Linked DNA regions of Danio rerio: region 2 is linked to region 1. Evidence: chromatin contacts called from public HiChIP or PLAC-seq data. All regions are on one chromosome and are shown on one strand. Each heading gives the region's core, a stretch centred on a gene start, on an enhancer-like site or on the middle of the called end of the contact. The rest is flanking DNA. Distances are from core to core; before and after follow the strand shown. Region 1 holds the start of sptlc2a (serine palmitoyltransferase, long chain base subunit 2a). Region 2 holds the start of hhipl1 (HHIP-like 1).

Region 1 (3,912 bases), core at 866-3,365:
AAAGAAGCATTATATACCTAAATAAACTTCAATGTTAAAATTAGAATATCCAACAGCAAAAAGAACTATGTAAATATGAAGTCTGGCATGTCTCTGTGAATGAATTATGTTTTGTTTACACAGATTTTAAAGCAGGTGTGACACTGTTTTTAGTGTTTGTCCTCTCATATGACGACATGAACACATGCACTTCATCTCCAGAACTCTGAGAGTCATTTCACAAGATTTCAACATCTTAAAAGAGGAAAAACGTTAGTCACTGCATACAAATAGAAACTCAATCTTTGTCATGATGACCAAAACAAAAATTTGGTTTAACTTAAAGAAACTACTACAGGCAAATATTACAAATTAATCCCTGGTTTGGTCAAAACTAAAGGCGTTATTTGCTTCAGTTGTTGCTTCTGTTTTGTTGTACAGTATAATTGGCAGTGGTGTAAAGTAACAAATTACAAATACTTAAATTACTGTAATTAAGTAGTTTTTCTGAGGAATTGTAGTTTTAAAAATGTGTACTTTTACTTTCCCTTGAGTACATCTTCAGTGCTGTATCGGTACTTTTACTTCACTTTCTTTCAACCTGCAGACACTATTTTATTTATTCTTGTCTGTAAGGATTGGCGAAGTATAAAAATTAGTTGTGCGATTTCTGTCCAGTCAAATTGCACATAGAAAGCATCACCGTATTGTAATTACTGCGCAAATGTTTTTTTTTTTAAATGTCTGTCTAAAAAAAACTTTACTTTTTGCCCTTTAAACACAATATATTTTATTTTGTGAAAGATTTAAAAATTTTTGGAGCAGTAAACATGTCAGGCTAAATAATGATAATGAATCATTAAATTCTGCTGTTCATTAGTTTCAAAAACACAGATTTAAATTTAAAACGGCATCTTTGGATATATTTTCTGCTGGATATACTGTTGTTGTTGTTGTTGTTGTTGTTTTTTATGTAAATGTAAATAAAAAAAATCTTACTCATACCTTAGGATTGGTATTACAGGAAATTGTAGAGGTTTCAAAACCTTGACTTTTTCCAATTGGCGGTATACCTTGAAAACGGTTATCATGAAATCCCTATACAGGAGCGCTTTATAAATGCAGCAAACCGCTTGGAAGCATTAAGTGCCCAAGAAGATGTCAGAAATCTTGCACAAAATGCACTACAGAATGTTACGTTTACACACATGCACAAATTGCATGTAAACATATCAGCTTTTCACAGCGCATTACTCAATAATCACTACTCTTGAGTACTTTAAAAGGGGCTACTTCTTACTCATACTTTGAGTAATATTGACAACAGATACTTTTACTCTACTTGCACTATATTTTAAGGCAAGTAAAGGTACTTTAACTCGAGTATGATTTTTAAGTACTCATTCACACCCTTTCAATATTTACAGATTCACCAAGTACTGGGTGCTAAACAAAAGATGTTAAGCTGCCAATATCTTGACTTCTTATTGCATTTGCCTTGCATTAACGCAAAGACAGCATGAGGTTGCATATTAACTTTCTGGTTCAACAAACACAGTTGAGTTTCCACTTGTAGCAGTATCATTAGCTGGATCTTATCTGATTTTATAGGGCTGATAAAAAGATATTACGAGGAAAAAGTCTGCATATCATCCGTCTGTCAAACTTTACTTTTCCACATGTGATCATGCCATAAACAGTGAAACTGCACGCCATGCACTAACGGAGCACCATTCAGTATTGAGACCAGCTGCCGTTTGCTTTATGATGCCATGCATCATCATCACCATTATTACCTTCCAACAAAACGCACATGCAGTGTGGAAAATTAAACGTGCACTACTCAGAAATCTCAGCGGATGATGTGGCCTCACCTTCTCCTGCTTTTGATACTGAAGATGGTGATGATGGTTCTTCACCATGCCATTTCTTCCTGGTTTCACACCATTGGCTGCATGACAATCCTCAGTTTTAGTCCCCGCGCTTTCAGTCATACTTATCCAAGACTAAACACACATACAATCAAATGCATGAAGACGGAAAGATGGAAATGAGCCGCGTTCAGGGCGACGCGCGTCCCCGCTACCCCAAACACCACAAGAGAGAAACCTGAAATTCCAGCCTCCGCATACCGGAAATCGACGCCCCGTTACTCGCGCCAGCCAATCGGAGCGTGGAGTTGAGATCATGGGCGTGACTCGTGTATAAAAGGGCGTGGCGGATGAGAGCGCTTCAGCTGCTGAGAGGAATGAACTCTAATAACCTCAGGGTGTTTCACCTGTGTCTGAATAACTGACTGACTCTGCATTGCTCAAATACTCTACTGATGCTTGAACTTGAAATCAAATCTGATTAGCTATAATCTGCGAACACTTTTACGCTTGGGTTACAAAAGCACGAGGAAGCAGCATCTCATAGACATGATCAAGACTGCATCCGTTTCCTCTTTTTTTTATTGTTTTGTTAATATTCCTGTAACGCAACTTTTCCATGTATGAGTATTTAAAAGTTAATAGATGACAATAAGGTATGTATGTATGTATGCATGTATACAAGTATGTATGTATGTATGTATGTATGTATGTATGTATCTATGTATGTACAGTTAAAGTCAGAATTATTAGCCCCCCTTTGATTTTTTTTCTTTTCTAAATATTTCCTAAATTATGTTTAACAGAGCAAGAAAATGGTCACAGTATGTCTGATAATATGTTTTTTCTTCTGGAGAAAATCTTATTTATTTTATTTCGGCTAGAATAAAAGCAGTTATTAATTTTTTTAAATCATTTAAGGATCAAAATTATTAGCCCCTTTAAGCTATATTTTTTTTCGATGGACTACTGAACAAACCATCATTATACAATAACTTGCCTAATTATCCTAACTTGCCTAGTTAACCTAATTAACCTAGTTAAGCCTTTAAATGTCACTTTAAGCTGTATAGAAGTGTCTAAAACAATATCCAGTAAAAAATATTTACTGTCATCAGGGCAAAGATAAAAAAAAAGTTATTAGAGATGAGTTATTAAAACTATTGTGTTTAGAAATGTGTTGGGAAAAAAGCTTCTTTTCGCTATACAGAAATTGGGGAAAGAAAATAAATAGGAGGGCTAATAATTCAAGGCGGCTAATCATTTTGACTTTAACTGTATGTATGTATGTATGTAGTGCTCAGCCTATATAACTACACCCCTCACAAATCAATCTTTTAAATTCATATTTTTAATAGGAAGCTATACAATATTTGTGAATATTCATTTGATCAGTCAGTACTGAAGCCAAATCTAGAGCTAATCTAACAAAATAGCTATCGATAATGTAACCCCACCGGTCCTACACCACCCAACCCGCCCCAAACTGGGATCGTACCGGTGACTGTCCGCATGGGAGTCGGTTGCTCTAACAAGGAGACTAAAGACCATGGCCTCTAGCGTCTATCGCTAGAGCACCTTTAGAGGTCAGAGGAGTGAGGTTTACCTGCACAGCACCTACTAGCTGGCCTCCATTACACTCACCCCCTTAAACCTCACTCCCATCCGGGTCACAGCACCATTGTTTTCCCCGCCGGTCCTACGCCACCCAACCCGCCCCAAACTGGGATCAAACCAGCGACCTGCCGCATGGGAGTCGGTTGCTCTAACAAGGAGGCTAAAGACCATGGCCTCGAGCATCCATCGCTAGAGCACCTTTAGAGGTCAGAGGAGTGAGGTTTACCTGCACAGCACCTACTAGCTGGCCTCCATTACAATAACGGTCCAAAAACTAGTACACCCAAATTTATATGTTATAGAAAAATATTAAATACAAATTTAAAATAGGAAAAGTCAAGAGAAGCAAAAAAAGTGAAAGATTTAGTTGAAAGTTTGCAGGTATTAATATATATATGAAAAAAAAAAAAATATATATATATATATATATATATATATATATATA
Region 2 (3,566 bases), core at 52-2,551, 150 kb before region 1:
GCATTATGGAGGATGCTGCACACTGGTGGTGGATGAAGAGATTCCCCCCATTGTGTAAAGTGAGTGTCTAGAAAAGCGCTATATAAATGTAAGAAATTATTATTATTATTATTATTATTATTATTATTATTATTATTATTATTATTATTATTATTATTATTATTATTAAGAAATGCAATCCAAAAAATTTTTATTTGTAGGGCAGTTAAAGGGTAAACAGACATTGACCATGTATATTTATTGTTATTGAAGTCCTTTTTTTTTTCTTTTTTTTTTAATGTATGCATCCAAAGCCATTGATTTGCTGAGATTGACTTTACTTTCATTCCTTGTATATGTCCTCATTAAAAAAAGGACACAAACTCCACAATCTAGGCTATTAGGTCAGTAAATCTGGACCAAAGTATTTTATCAAATTGAAGTGAATATATTTAACAAATGCAGTTTGAAATTACCATTACCATTATCAGTTGTGCACATCAAACATAAGGAAACCATTTTTCAACAAAACAAGAGTTCTGAATAAAAAATAAACTGAACAAAGTGAGGATGTCCAAGTTTTTGAAATATTACTGGTAAACTGATTGCATAACAGCAAAAACAGATGGAAGAAAGATTATCGTTTAGTTTCCGTACATTCATAGCCAGTGTGCTACCCAGACTCATTGTGCTTTCATTATTAGTGGGTTTTGTAGCCTAGAAAATAATAACAATAATCATAACAATAGACATTAATCATATTTTCTCTTTAAATTGTCATGTTAATGCAATAAAAACTTATTAAAATTAGTGCTGCCATGCTCTTTTCATAAATGTATCTGCACCCAAAAAGCACATTCCAGTGAACTACTTTGAACCATATTTTAAAGCAATCCGACATTCATTTACTTCTTTGAAGACTTTTGAAATTCGTAAGTTTTGACACGTGTTAACATTTTACGTGAATGTAAAGCATGTTTTGAGTCTATAAAAATGAGCTTAAAGGGTTACAAAACCCAAAAACCCGCGGAAAGCTTTTTTGTCGTTTCTAATGGCAACTGCCGCATAACAACGCTTGCTAGACATGAATTACAGTCGGAGAATTGCGGCTTGGACCTGTATGTGTGTCTCACATCTGCTCAGGATGTAAGACATGACGTCTCGAAAGTCAAATGTGAAGGAGATGGTTTAGTTTTAGATTTGCAAGGTCGCTACACAGTAAATAGGACGTGAATTTGTTTGGTAATGGTTGATCATTAAAATCAGGGCAAAGTGCACGACTACATAAGTCAGTGAGGACACGCGTCGAGAAGACTATCCTCTTGCATAACTTTTACTTCCATGTATCTGAAGTTGGCAGCCAGGCTTTGAGCGTTATGTGGTATTTTTGCGACGTTTTTGGCCGTATATGGCAACCGCCGTTTATTTTATTTTATTTGTCTGCGTTTTGGATCGCACCTGCGATCCTGCATCCGCAATGTTTGGATTTTAAACCCCCCTTTCAGCCTCAACAGGAGCTTCAGTTTTGTCAAATGTATAAAAACTTTGGATGCTGTGACTATGCAAGAGACCAAGAACTGATGAAAAAATACTATCGGGTAATGGATAACTTTGATTATTATGGATATTCGAACTGTGCCTCGTACGTGCAGGATCTGCTGTGTCAGGTATGTTCAGTCTAAATCACAAAGTGTTCCGTTTTCTATGTAATGTACGTACTCAACCCGTTGCATGTCTGCCTCTCAACACGTACCGCAGCCATAAATAGTCAACAATGATGTCCAACACTGTCAGCCTTGCAAACTGAAACACAGAAATAGGGCAAATGACGTCACTAGGGCACTATTTTGACCACTGTTAACAAAATCTGAAACTAAAGTATATTGAAATGTGCATTTATATATCTACATCTATCTATCCCCTTTGGTTTCTTTTTCGTTTTTAAATATTTCCAACATGATGTTTAACATAGCAAGGAAATTTTCAGTGTGTCGGATAATATTTTTTTCTTCTGGAGAAAGTCTTATTTGTTTTATTTCGGCTAGAATAAAAGCAGTTTTTTTATTATTATTTTTATAATTTTAAGGTCAAAATTAATAGCCCCTTTAAGCTAAGTTTTTTTTCTTATTCTACAGAATAAACCATCGTTATACAATAACTTCACTAATTACCCTATCTTGCCTAGTAAACCTAATTCACCTAGTTAAGCCTTTAAATGTCACTAGCTGTATAGGAGTTTCTTGAAAAATATCTAGTCAAATATTATTTACTGTCATCATGGCAAAGATGAAATAAATCAGTTATTTGAAATGAGTTATTAAAACCATTATGTTAAGAAATATGTAGGAAAAAAAATCTGCTCTCCGTTAAACAGAAATTTAGAAAAAAATAATACACAGGGGGGCAAATAATTCTTACTTCAACTATGTATATATAAGTGTACAATCTTAAAAATAAAGCTATGAGAGCTGTCACAGGTTTTTTTTTTTTTACTTTTTTGGTACTAATATATACCCTTGAGGTATTAATATGGACCTTTTATGTACAAATTTGTACCTTTTGTAAAGGTACCACCCCAGTGACAGATCACGTACCTTTATTTCTGAGAGTGTAGTATCTTGCGCTGATGACATCATTTGGAGCAAAGTATTCATCATCACCACAACGAAAGGAACATTTTTCATAAAAACCTACTTTTAAAGGATAATGTTTTTAGTAGAAATATATATATTTTTTTTATATTTAGTAACTGTTTTAATTTTTGCATTCAATGACATTGCAATGTGAGCGATATCTTAGGGAATATTGTTTATGTTAATGTCTTGAATTCATTACTTGAGTCATTTGTCTTTTTAAAAGACAGTCTTAACATAGAGTCTATGTTTTGCAACTGGTAGCTTACGTAATTAAGCTATAGGGGGTCAAATAGGGACTTCTGGGGTTACTTCTACCCCAATGCAGAGTGGTTTGCTGTAAACACTACCTTGAGGTTTAAGTGGTTGTGGTCTTTCAGAGTGTTGCATGTGGAAAGGCAGACATGACTAGTCAAGTACATTGTTTAAGAGTGGCACAATTCAGTTCCATCCCCCCTCTGTTTGTCTTCAGGAATGTTCTCCATATGCTGCTCACTTGTTTGATGCCGAAGACCCCAGTACGCCTTTACGGACAATACCTGGACTCTGTCCAGACTACTGCGCTCAATTCCATTCCAAGTGCAGGTCTTTTCTTACCTTATTGTCTGACGATCCACGTCTTGCAGAACTTGAGCATGACCAACGCAAGCTTTGTCAGTATTTAGAACTGGACGACCCAGATTACTGCTATCCTCATTTGCTGAGTAATGAACATTTGAACAAAAATCTGGGCCGCACTGCAGCAGACTCTGAGGGCTGTTTACAGTTATGTTTGGAAGAGGTAGCTAATGGACTCAGAAATCCTCTTGCCATGGTTCATGCCAATGATGGCACACACAGGTTTTTTGTTGCCGAACAAGTTGGCCTGGTCTGGGTGTACCTTCCAGATCAATCAAAGCTTGAAAAGCCCTTTCTAAACATCACAAAAGCCGTGTTGACATCTCCATGGGAAGG

What was found. HiChIP or PLAC-seq counts read pairs in DNA pulled down with a chosen protein or histone mark.
Region 2: an H3K4me3 HiChIP or PLAC-seq map of embryo shows a contact between it and region 1, with 2.6 times the contacts expected there. The contact joins the promoter of hhipl1 here to the promoter of sptlc2a in region 1. A contact is called at or near these places in 1 of 18 Hi-C or Micro-C datasets (fibroblasts) and 1 of 4 datasets of contacts at active chromatin or transcription factors (embryo).

The regions. Positions count from the first base shown.
Region 1 is chr17:19,071,360-19,075,271 of GRCz12tu, reverse strand. It overlaps sptlc2a (serine palmitoyltransferase, long chain base subunit 2a), which reads right to left and starts at 2,115. Exons shown (of 12, transcript NM_001020619.2): 1 at 1,854-2,115. The coding sequence starts at 1,973.
Region 2 is chr17:19,215,945-19,219,510 of GRCz12tu, reverse strand. hhipl1 (HHIP-like 1) reads left to right here and starts at 1,301. Exons shown (of 9, transcript NM_001327900.1): 1 at 1,301-1,646; 2 at 3,085-3,566. The coding sequence starts at 1,356. It also overlaps a transcript of ccdc85ca not described here.